4 separate regions of the Mus musculus genome follow, and all the other regions are linked to region 1. The links are chromatin contacts, called in public promoter capture Hi-C and targeted proximity ligation maps. All regions are on one chromosome and are shown on one strand. The core of a region is the stretch at or near the end of the contact, and the rest is flanking DNA. Distances in the headings are between cores, read along the strand shown.

Region 1 (2,781 bases), core at 202-2,701:
TAGCCAACTAGAAACACCCCCAATCTGAAGAAGGTAAATTTCAGGAAAGCGATGACAGAAGGCAGGCCTCAGAACACTGAAAATAAACTTCCCGTCAGAAACCAGCCTTCTGTCTTTTTTATGTGTGTAGCGCTGAACTCGGTCCTGTCTGAAGGTGAAATGAAACATCCGAGAAGCACCTGCCCGGATTCTCTCAGCTCCCCAGGTCAATAGCATCCTCCACCCCGACTGTTAGCCCGGCAGTCAAAAAGGATCAAGCATTATCCAGAATCCGTTAGATGGACCAGGACACCGGGGCCACCAAAGGAAGACAGTTGGAGTGTGGGTTTAAAATCCGGGCAGAGGCAGCGCTGCTACCACTGATGTGCCCTTGACAAGTCGCCTATGATCACTCAGACCCCTCATTCTCTGGACGAACCGCGTCCAGAGCTACGCAGATGCCCCTGCAGGCCTTACCCTTTAACACCCCCACGCGGTGAGGACACGCGGGGTCTCAGAATAGTCGCGAGCCAGGGGCTGTTACACCGCCTGGGAAGGAAGGGGCTCGCTCCTCCGGGAAGGGGGGTCCCACCTGTTATGCCGTTGGGGGTCATCGAGGGGCCGTGCTGAAGGGAATCCCAAAGCCGCGGACTCTTGGCCCCGCTGCGATCAGGCCAGGAGGTACCAACTGTCACTCTGCCGCCCAGGGTTGTGGGGGTGGGGCTGTGATTTTGGGGGTCCACCCCTAAGCACTACGGGACCTCTGGCTGGCTTCCACCTGGAAAGGTCCTCAGTCCCGGGCTCTCAGGCCCCGCTACCGTCCGCTCGCCTCAATGTGACACCAGGCAGCCTTCCAGCCCGCACGCAGCACCTCGGAAAGGTGCCCACGGACGCCTCCTCCTTCCTCCCCGCCCAAGTTGGCGGGGGAGCCCCGCCGGCGGCCCGCCCCCTCGGAGCCGGGATCGCGGCCGCCAGAGCGCTCCCCCGCGCCCACCCCCACGAGCGGCCGCGGGGGACCGCACGCCAGGTACGCGCGACACCGCGCGGTATGCGCTCACGCCCCCTCGCCCCGGCTGCCCGCCCGCCGTCAACCGAGGTCAGGCCTGGCCCGAGAGACTCGGGTCAGATCCAGCCGCTCGCGACCCGGAGGCCGGCCCTCCACCCCCGCCCCGCGACTCACTTGCACGCGAGTCGTGGCAGCCGCCGGAATTCTTTCCACGCGCCGAGCCCCGCGCCGCGGAACGAAACCGGGGCAGGGCGGCGTGCGGACTCTGCACCCGATCCCGCTCTCCCGTCCGCGTGCCAGGCTCCCGGGACGAGCAGCCCGCCCGAACCGGCTCTCCCTGCTCCCGTCCAGCCGGCAGCCCGCCGCCGCTGCTCCGGCCGCCGCCGAGCTGGCGAGAAGGCTTCTGACTTGGAACCTCGGGCTGCCGAGCATGCCCAGTCCGCGGCGGAGCCGGGTCGGCTTCCCGCGCGACGCCAGTCCGTTCCTCCGGGTGTTCCCGGCGGCCAGGGGGCGGGGACCGCGGACGCTCGACCAGGGACCCAGCTGAGTCCCGCAGGACAGCTGGCCGTGGGGTGTGCTGGGGGTGGGGACGGGGGGGGGGGGGAGTCCTTTTTGTTTCTAGAAACGGGAACTGGAGATGCGGTTCCCTTTCGCCCCCACCACCCCCCAACCACGAGAAGAGAAAGATGGTGGGTTTCATCCTCCGGGATCAGAAGCCCTATTAGGAGCCAGCCCGAGAGTTGTGCGGCAAAAGGCGGCTAGAAGGTTGGGGACACAAACTCAGCCTTGGTGAAACTACCTACGGGGACAGCTGTTGGCGAACTACACTGGCATTTTCTTTCCCACCAAGCCCAAGAGCTGCGACACTTGTGACTCCCTTATGATTGATCATTTAAAATGGATGAACCTCAAACTCTTCGGGACATTTTTCCGAAGCTCTAATCCTTAAAACCACCATCTCCCCCCCCCCCCCCCCCCCAAATCAGGGGTCTGCAGGCTTCCTAAATCGCGCAGCCCCAGGCAGCGTGAAGGCCCAGGAGTTCTCGGGAAGAACCGGGCCCTCCCCCCTAGTCCGTCCGGGCCCCACCTCCCGCCGCCTCTCGGAGCTGCGGCGAAAACCTGGAGAGCGCCGCACCAGGGCCGGAGCACTGCGCATGCCCAATGGCCCCACGGGGTGCGGGTCGCCGGCAGATCTCCAGCTCGGGCAGTGGAACCCGGTACCAGGACGGTGATCTCGCGGCAGAGACAGCAGCCTCCAGTAGCTCCGGCCTTCTGGGCCGACCGCTCGTACCACCGTGGCATGGGTCGCCCGGGACGCGCTACCCTGCAGGGTCTGGTCTGGGGGCGGGGAGGGGGGAACGGCCGTGCCTGCGAGACACGTGACTGTCCGCGGAGCTCCGGGGCAGCCATCTTCAGCTCTCCGGGGCCGTAGACGAAGAAGGGTCCGGGATCCGGGCAGACTCTAGTCCATTTGCCTCCCCACCAGGCACAGGCCCCCGCCCTCACCTGCATGCAGTCCGCCAGTCTACAGCGGGGGTACAGCGAGGGTACTGCGACGCCGGTGACACCGGGAGGACCGGCTGTCTCCAGAGCCAGAACCTAACGGCTAAGAATTGGAGAGCCGCTCTCTTGGAGCTGATGGCTTCTGCTTTTCCCCAGGGGCGGAAGTTGGGAAGAGGAGTTCCCGTTCCTAAGGCGCTGGCATCGCTCCTCCTGCTGCTTCCCTGTTCTGACCCATTCCCGGCGACGGAGGATGAAGGTGGCGAAAGATGTTTGGACAGCCGTCGCTCTCCTCC
Region 2 (2,781 bases), core at 187-2,686, 2.7 Mb before region 1:
GAATCAAAGAATTCATATTTTCAAATACACCTGAGGTCATTTAAAAAAAAATTGAACCCTTGGCCAGCAGTGGAGGCGCAGGTCTTTAATCCCAGCACCTGGGAGATAAAGGCAGAAGGATTTCTGTGAGTTAGAGGCCAGCCTGGTCTACAGAGGGAGTTCCAGCCAGGGCTACACAGAGAAACCTTATCTCGAAAAATAAACAAGTAAATAAATAGAATAAAAAAAATAAAAAATGGGGCTGGTGAGATGGCTCAGTGGGTAAGAGCACCCGACTGCTCTTCTGAAGGTCCTGAGTTCAAGTCCCAGCAACCACATGGTGGCTCACAACCATCCTTAAGGAGATCTGACTGGTGTGTCTGAAGACAGCTGCAGTGTACTTACATATAATAAATAAATAAATATTTAAAAAAAATAAAAAATAAAATAAAATAAAAAATGTTGAACCCTATACAATCCGTAGTACAGAAGAGCCATAGACCATCTGCGACCTTCAGAAATTACAGGCATAATTCTGTCTGGATGTACTCTGAGTCTCCTTCCACAGCTTTCAGATATGAGGGCTGTGGTGCTTAGAAAGGTTAGCACGCACTACATTACTCCTCTCCCACACCATCCCAGAAAGACTTGGTAATGCAGCCCTGGCACAAAAACCTCACTCTCCATCTCATTTTAAATGCAGAGAACTAACCAAAGTAAAAAGTGGAAGTTGCTCGAGAAAGAGAGGAGAATGATGAAGCGTGTGAACAACCAATCATCTGCAGGAGGAAGAGAGTGGATGAGAAAGCAGACTCAATCGATCTGGCCACCCCAAGAAAGCGAAAGAGGGAGCCGAGGAAGCCCGGAGTACCCGCAATTCAGACCCCCGGAGGACGCGCAGGATCATCCCACTTCCCACCGAGGTGCGCCCAAGGACCCCGGGACTCTGCATACAGCAGCGCCGGCCTCCTCCGCCTGGGGCACAGTGGCGCCGGGCTCACCCGCGCGGGACTCACCCACCAGGCGCTCCCCCACCCCGGGGCCGCAGAGGACTCGCGGCCGGGCCGATCGGCCGTACCTGGCTTGGCGCGCGTCGAACTCGCCCTGGAGCCCCGAGGTCCGGCTCAGCACCAGCCGCTGCAGCGAGAGCTGCACGAGCGCCCGCAGCGCGAGCAGGTAGAGTGCGAGCGCCAGCGCCGTGCGCGCCTCGGACAGCGCGGTCTTCGCAACCCGGCTCCCGCCGCCGTTCTCCGTCTTCCCCCACATCCTCCCGACGCCCTTCGCATCCTCCTGCGCTGAGGCCTCTCTCTGCCGGTGCGACGCGGCCGCCTCTCCCTCCCGACGCTCCGCGGTGCCGCGGTGCCGCCGCACAGCCGCTGACTCCGAGCTCCACTCCATGGCGGCAACTGCCACCACCAACCGCCCCAGCCTGCGACAGTCCGGGCCACCGCGGCCTCCGCAGCGCCTCCTAGTGAGCGGACGGAAACTGCAGAGGGCCAAATTTCTTCTGATTGGCTGGTCCGCCTCGCTGTTCCCTGGTGCCTGAGTCTGAGATCTTTGGTGGCACAGGCTGACACCCAGCCTGGTGCCAGCAGACTGTCAAAGGGAAAAACACCCATAAACCTAGAAATGAGCAGCCCTAAGCAAGAGAGAAGTGCAAGGCCGCTTTAACAGAATACACGAGGCATTTATCCTGCGCTGGGCTGATGAATACTGGGAAAAGGAGGATTCTGCCTACCAAATCAATAAGTAAGACTTCACAACCAGGACTGGACAAAGGTGTAATCCTGGCACTAGGAAGGATGGCCACAGGAGGATCCCTATTTTGTGCCTAGAGTGGAATACATAACAAAGATCCTGTCTTTTAAAAAAAATTTTTTTGGAAAAAAAAAAAAAAGCATTTGTAATCCCAGCACTCAGGATTTACACAAATTAGAGGCCTGCCTGGTCTACGTAGAGAGTTCCAGGCCAACCAGGGCTACAAAGGTGAGCAGCTAGAGGAGGCAGGGAAGGAAGTAGGGAGACACAGAACCCCAATTACCAGGGCTAGTGCTGTTTTCATTTAACAGATAACAATACCTATAATTTAATGAATAGCTGCTGAGTCAAGCAGTGTGCTAAGTACAGACTTTGAAAAGAAAATATTTTCATTCCTATTTAATATTGAAGAACATAAAGACAGCAAATGAAGGACAAATGGGATCCCAAGACAGCCTTCTGCTCTGTTCCGCGGACACACAGGGCACTCTAAAAACAAAGGTTCCGAAGAAATATTCTTTTTTATTAGATATTTCATTTTTTATTAGATATTTTCCTCATTTACATTTCAAATGCTATCCCGAAAGTCCCCTATACCCTCCTCCTGCCCTGTTCCACAACCCACTCACTCCTGCTTCGTGGCCCTGACATTCCCCTGTACTGGGGCATATGATCTTTGCAAGACCAACGGCCTCTCCTCCCAATGATGGCCAACTAGGCCATCCTCTGCTACATCTGCAACTAAAGACACAGTTCTGGGGTGTACTGGTTAGTTCATATTGTTGATCCTTCTATAGGGTTGCAGACCCCTTCAGCTCCTTGGGTACTTTCTCTAGCTCCCGAAGAGATATTCTTGAACTAACAAGATGGATCAGAAGATAAATGTGTCCATCCCTGATTTCCCCCAAGGCCTGACAACCTTTCATTTCCCTACTAGGCCCATGGTGGAAGGAGAACACCAGCTCCCACAAGGTGTCTACTGACCTAAGCACACACGAGTGTTCAAATACAAACACACAATTCATACAAACACACTTGCAAACA
Region 3 (2,781 bases), core at 73-2,572, 2.2 Mb before region 1:
ATCTACTGAGATAACTACCTTCTCAGCTCAAAGGAACAAAAAGCCCTTCCGGTGGGCGTGCATGAGGTGGAGACTTCTAATCCAACACGTGTCTTTTGCAAAGCCTTCTTTGGGAAAGCTTGTAGGTGCCTCGCCAGCAACTCAGGGATAAAGACCATGAAAGGGGCTTACATAGGTTTTCCTCAGGGAAGAAAAATCCCAGCGGTTTAGGGCCTGTCAAGTACTGAGCAATCCAACCCCAAAGCCGGACAGAGATTATAGAAGGCAGAGCAGCGGAACCCCTGAGAGTCCTCCCGGCCACTTACAAATAGGGTCTTCCATTTTCAAGGGTCTCTTCAAGCGGATGCTGGCGGGGACCGTCTTCTCGATGAGCTCATCAATGCTCTAAAATTTAAAAACGCAAGCTGGTGAACAGGACAGTCAGAGCAAAGAGCCTGAGTTAAGAGAGCCACTTCAGTTTATCTTCAAAGGCTGGTAGGAACTTCATTTAAATCGTCTAATTAAGAGTTCTTTTTAAAGTGAAACATCAGGAAGCAGAAATCTTTTGGAGGAAAAAAAAAAAAAATGATGGAGCCGGATGGTAAATCCGCTACTCCGGGTTCGGGAGCTGCAACTGGAGCTGACCGGATTAATGTACTCTAAGTAGGGAGTCTTCTTTTCCTGCAAAGTTAGGGTTCGTCTGGAGTTGGGGATATTTTTTAAATGCACTTTAGAAGAGCGAGAACAGAGTAAAAGTTAAGAGAGGAGAAGGCACCACGATTAAGAGCGAGCTCGCTTTCAAGCTGGGGCCCGGGACGGAGGAGGAAGGCAAGGTGGGAGCCGGGAGGCCCAGCGGGCAGAGCTCCGGCAGGGTGGAGGGTGGAGGGCCTTACCGCCAGCCCCAGCGCCTGCAGCATCTCCCTCCGGTCTTTGTCTCCGGGGCCGATGTGTCTCCGGGAGAAGTCATCGTGTCTGGGCAGGAGGCGCTCCAGAAGGCGCGAGGCCCCAGCCGCGCCGCGGTCCCCGCCACCGCCACCGCCACCGCCGCCGCTGCTGTCCCGGCTTCGCTGCGCCCAACTCAAGCCGGTGCCCCGAGCCAGGCGGTGGCCGCCCCCGGCTCCGCGGCCCAGGCGCAGCCCCCATGCCCTGGCACACAGCTGCATGGACGCCGTCACCTCCCCAGCCCACGAGGGTCAGCAGCGCTTTCCGGCCCTCCTCTGGCCCCAATGCCCCGGGAGTGGCCGCCGCAGTCCCTGGATCCCCTTCCCGACCACTGCGGGCAATGAATGGGTACAGCGAACTGCACTAACTCTTGCAAAGTTCCTCCGCCTCAGCAGGCACCTGCTCCGCACACTTTAAGCGGCGCCCGAAGGCGGGCAGTAGGATGGAGCCAGGAAACCTTTAGCCAATGGGAATGGGTTGCAGGGCGGGGGCGAGGCAGGGCCCTCCCTTTCTCTCTCCTCCTTGTCTCCCACCTCCTCCCACTTCTTTCCCCTCTTCAGCAGCAGGGTGGAGTCCCCTGCCTGATGCTGGAAGTTTAAGGTCCCAAATCCCTCTTCTTACACAGGGGTTCGGGATGCTCTATAGGCCCACTGGCCGGGTTGTAGGGCCCATTGGGGCAGCCCTAACATTCGTGAAGTTCCTGGAGCAATGCACTGAGACAGAAGACAGGAAGACTCCAATAGTTAGCTGGTCTCCACTTACTGACTTTAGGGTCACATCTCATGAAAACCACTATGGGCAAAGGAAGGTTCTTTCATAGTTATGAAATCTGGACAAAGAGCACAGCCCCTAAAATATCTTATGCTTTAATCTTTTAATAAAGATTTAATATTATTTTTTATTGATTTGTGTGTTGGGTGAAATGTCTGTCTGTGTATCACATACATGCCGAATGCTTGCAGAAGTTAGAAGTGGACATCAGATTCCCTGCAAATGGTGTTACAGGCTGTTGTGAGCTTTTATGTGGGTGCTGATAGCCCAACCATAAGAGTAGCAAGTGCTCTCAATCACTGAGCCATCCCCCTGACCCCACTTTTTTTGAGATATGATGCGATGGGAACCAAACCCCCGATCTCCCAACTAGCACCAAGCTACACCCCAGCACCTGTCTTCTCCCTCCCTCCTTTGTATGTCTCCTTCGTCTTCTCTGTACTGGTTTGATATGCACCCATTCCTGAAATTCAGTCTTCCTTTACGTGGAATGCATGAGTATGCTGTTGGTATATTGGCTATATTTTTATTTCCTGAGTAAACCTAAACAGATACTGTAATGAAAGCAAAAGCATCTCCAGGAAGCTGACCCCCAAGGACAGGAACCTGGGACCCGCCTATCTGACCTTTATACACATCCTTAACGATGACCTTAGAGTTGAAGGCAAAGAGAAACTGGGTCTTGGGAAAGACACAAGAAACAGTGTTGCCTAAACTTTCAGGGGCGACTACTGTGTCTGTTGCAGGCAGGTCTTTGCTAGACCAAATAGTTGCTAAGTTAAGACCTTCCAGTGGAAGGACTTGTAGGGAGGGCTAACTACTGTGATGAGTTTGTAGGTTAAAATGACAGGTCAGAAGAGGAGACGACTCCAATGTTCTGAAAGAATCCCTTCATTTCTATTGCTACAGGAAGCACATATTTAGGGAATCATTTAGACCCAGTGTTGGATTGCCAAATTTCCACACAAGCTGACTTCATAACTTTATTTGGTCTTCTATATAAACATCAGAATGAGGACATTTTTAGTAGTTTGGAATGTACATGATTATTGGGAACAGCATATTCTACTGAGGTAAGCTGCATTCTGC
Region 4 (2,781 bases), core at 163-2,662, 2.1 Mb after region 1:
TGGCTCTCAGAAAATTGCAGTTTCTCCTGAAGTTATTTTTTCCAGCATTCCAGACAGAAGAGAATAATCTCTGGAGTTTGTCCTGGCCACACATGCTTTTAATTGCCAGCATAGTCTTATGTAGCACAGTCTAAGGCTACCTTTCTAACTTCAGGTCACTGTCCCAGAGGTCCTTCAATACTAGAGAACATAAAAGCAGTCTGAAAAGCAAGGGGGGGTGGGGGCGGTAGATCGATAAATAAAGGTTCCCAAGGCAACTTAAAATAAGCACTTTTCTTTTTGGTGGAAGCCGTTTTTACAGAACCTGATACAGTCTGGGAAGGGCATTCACACCGTGAGGTGATTGGGGAAGCTACTCACATGGAAAGTCACCCATTAGACTTCCTTCCAACACAGCACCGTTACTCAACGAACTTGACAAATAATTCTCACAGAAGGGGTTGTCTGATAAGGCTCTGAGCTGGGTTTAGTGCGCTAGTCTAGGTGTTTAGAACATCTTTACCACAGTACTTATGGCTTTGCAACAATCCAATTCATTATTTGTCTGCCTTCCTTTCAACTGGAGAACGGAAGTGGGGGTGGGCAGAGCTGAAGTCTGATTTAACTTTGAACCTTCAAGACTCTGACAAGTCCTGCATAAATAGTACAAATGTTGCTTTTAAAAAATGGGCAGGAACAGCTCCGCAGTTCAGAGACAGACGAAAATAAAGGTCCGGGGTAGTTTTTCAATAATTCCTAAGCTATTGGCAATGCCCAGATGTTGCAGTGCCTCCTACAGTCTGACGCTTCTCTACCAACTCAACAGTACTAACTAAGCTCATTTTCCAAGATAATGTAAACACGCCAGTCAAATACTGGAAGCAAAGGACTAGCTGATTATTCAGCAGTATCGCCGGGGTTTTTAACCAGGACCCACTCCCAAGGTTGCTGCTGGCCATGCAGTCGTGTAAGAGCTAAGAGTAAGGTCGTGGGAGAGCTAACGGGAAGAAAGGATGAAGAGGACTGAGAATCAGGCATTCTGCCTGTCCAGCAGTCCAAGAAATCTGGGCAGGGTTCCTAATCGTCGATCGCGCCTGCCCAGGAAGCGGGAGGGCGCCCAGGGAAGGACAGTCCACTTCTTGTTGATACCCACATAATCGCCGCCCCCCAAACCACCTTCAGGTACCCGACACAGAGCGTGCCCCGGGAGCAGAGCAATTGGAGGCCAGAGACCCTGGTGGGGCCTCCTCTCCCAGCCCTGGCGATCCACAGGACACCAGCTCCCGAGCCCGCTGCACGAAGCCAGCCCCAAAGCAGTCACTCACCGGGAGTGGTCCTCCAACCTCAGCCTCCAGAAGCAGTGCCCACTACAAGCAGGCGAGCTTGGCCAACCTGGTGCCTACACCTACTTGGTGGGAGGGCGGAGCCGTCACCCTGCCCAGGACTTTCACACAGCCAATCAGGGCAGTCCACCACCGGGAAGTGCCCTGGTGACTCCACCCCTCCTGGCCATCGGCCTAGCCCTGGGGAAGCGGACTCAGAGGAGCATGCGCCTTCTGTTCGCCCAAAAGATTCAGCCCAGCCCAGGCCTGCTCTAAGCCCAGCCAGAGCTTCCTCCTGCTTCAAAGCTGGTGGGCATCCTGTATACCTAGCACTTAGCAGAGCATTATAAACTTTTTCCTCTCATGACCTCCTTTTACTTCAGAAATTCTCATTCAAACTCCACTAGCTAGGTATACAAATCAAGCATTTTTTAACAATAAATTATAAAGAAATTCATTTTAAAACAATTATTTTAGTATTACATATATACATACACATATATGTATATATATATGTATATATATATGTATATTTACCATTTTCTGCAAACAAAAACAAATTGGTGTATTAGTGAGACAGATGTGCTTACTTTTACAAAATACTGCTGCACATTCAGCAACATAAAACGGTTCTCAGAATTGGTTCCTACTTTGTTGTTGGAGGTGTAGCCGATGAGACCAGTACAGCCCATAAATACATAGCACAGAATGTCTGAAGTATTTTTAGAGACATTGCAAAAATTGCTCAAGTTTTGTCCTATCTCAAGTCAAACTTCAGTTTATGACTTTTTATGAAACTCGGTCAAGGAAACCAAACAATAACTTTTAAAAATCAAACATTGTAACACAATGGAATCCAAAGGAATGCTACTTTTATACTTACATGCTGAGGAAAGACAGTGGGAAAAATATTAAAAGCCTTGGCTTTCTATAACTTAACTGTTATCTTTCTATAACAGCAGAAAACTTTTTACATGCAGTACAAACACTGCACCTCGTAACCATCATTAATGTGAACAAGGCTATCTCAGGCAGGCAGTCTGTGGTACTTGCTGCCACACAGGGGACAAGTGCACACGTTGCATGTACAGAACCTAGACAGCAGTGATGTGCATCACACAGGCAAATATGGCCTGAAACACGTCACAGTCTGATATGTTTGATTTTGAATCCACTTTTGGTAATTACACATCCAGGCACCTTTTAGGGTTACCAACATTTTTTGTGACACCCCCATGTGAGGTTGTAACCTATAGTTTAGAGGGCTAGGCCGTAAAACACATGAACTTTATAAATAAAAACAAATGAGCACCCTGAAGTGCCAGGGATGACTGTGGCTAGCAAAGCCCAGCCACAATCTGCGCATCCTCCACATTGTGATGCTAAGTCCTCTCCATAGGCTCTCAATCCAAGACCTCTGCATCTCCATTTCACACAGATAGAATCTGAGTTTAGAAAGGTTGTTTTGCCTTAAGGCACT

The links. Promoter capture Hi-C pulls out the DNA fragments that hold promoters and counts their contacts.
Region 2: a promoter capture Hi-C map of pre-B cells shows a contact between it and region 1, with 3 times the contacts expected there. A contact is called at or near these places in 1 of 39 promoter capture datasets (pre-B cells) and 2 of 130 datasets of targeted methods (astrocytes and forebrain).
Region 3: a promoter capture Hi-C map of stem cell-derived epiblast-like cells shows a contact between it and region 1, with 5 times the contacts expected there. A contact is called at or near these places in 3 of 39 promoter capture datasets (hippocampal neurons, liver and stem cell-derived epiblast-like cells) and 1 of 130 datasets of targeted methods (astrocytes).
Region 4: a contact with region 1 is called in a targeted proximity ligation map of astrocytes, with 2.3 times the contacts expected there. A contact is called at or near these places in 2 of 39 promoter capture datasets (liver and pre-B cells) and 1 of 130 datasets of targeted methods (astrocytes).

Annotation. Positions count from the first base shown.
Region 1 is chr19:32,387,061-32,389,841 of GRCm38.p6, forward strand. It overlaps Sgms1 (sphingomyelin synthase 1), which reads right to left and starts at 1,452. Exons shown (of 10, transcript NM_144792.5): 1 at 1,160-1,452. 2700046G09Rik (RIKEN cDNA 2700046G09 gene) reads left to right here and starts at 2,156. Exons shown (of 2, transcript NR_033198.1): 1 at 2,156-2,316; 2 at 2,645-2,781.
Region 2 is chr19:29,646,979-29,649,759 of GRCm38.p6, forward strand. Ermp1 (endoplasmic reticulum metallopeptidase 1) reads right to left here and starts at 1,437. Exons shown (of 15, transcript NM_001081213.2): 1 at 1,058-1,437. The coding sequence starts at 1,377.
Region 3 is chr19:30,174,119-30,176,899 of GRCm38.p6, forward strand. It overlaps Gldc (glycine decarboxylase), which reads right to left and starts at 1,323. Exons shown (of 25, transcript NM_138595.2): 1 at 873-1,323; 2 at 306-384. The coding sequence starts at 1,142.
Region 4 is chr19:34,526,062-34,528,842 of GRCm38.p6, forward strand. It overlaps Lipa (lysosomal acid lipase A), which reads right to left and starts at 1,413. Exons shown (of 10, transcript NM_021460.3): 1 at 1,305-1,413.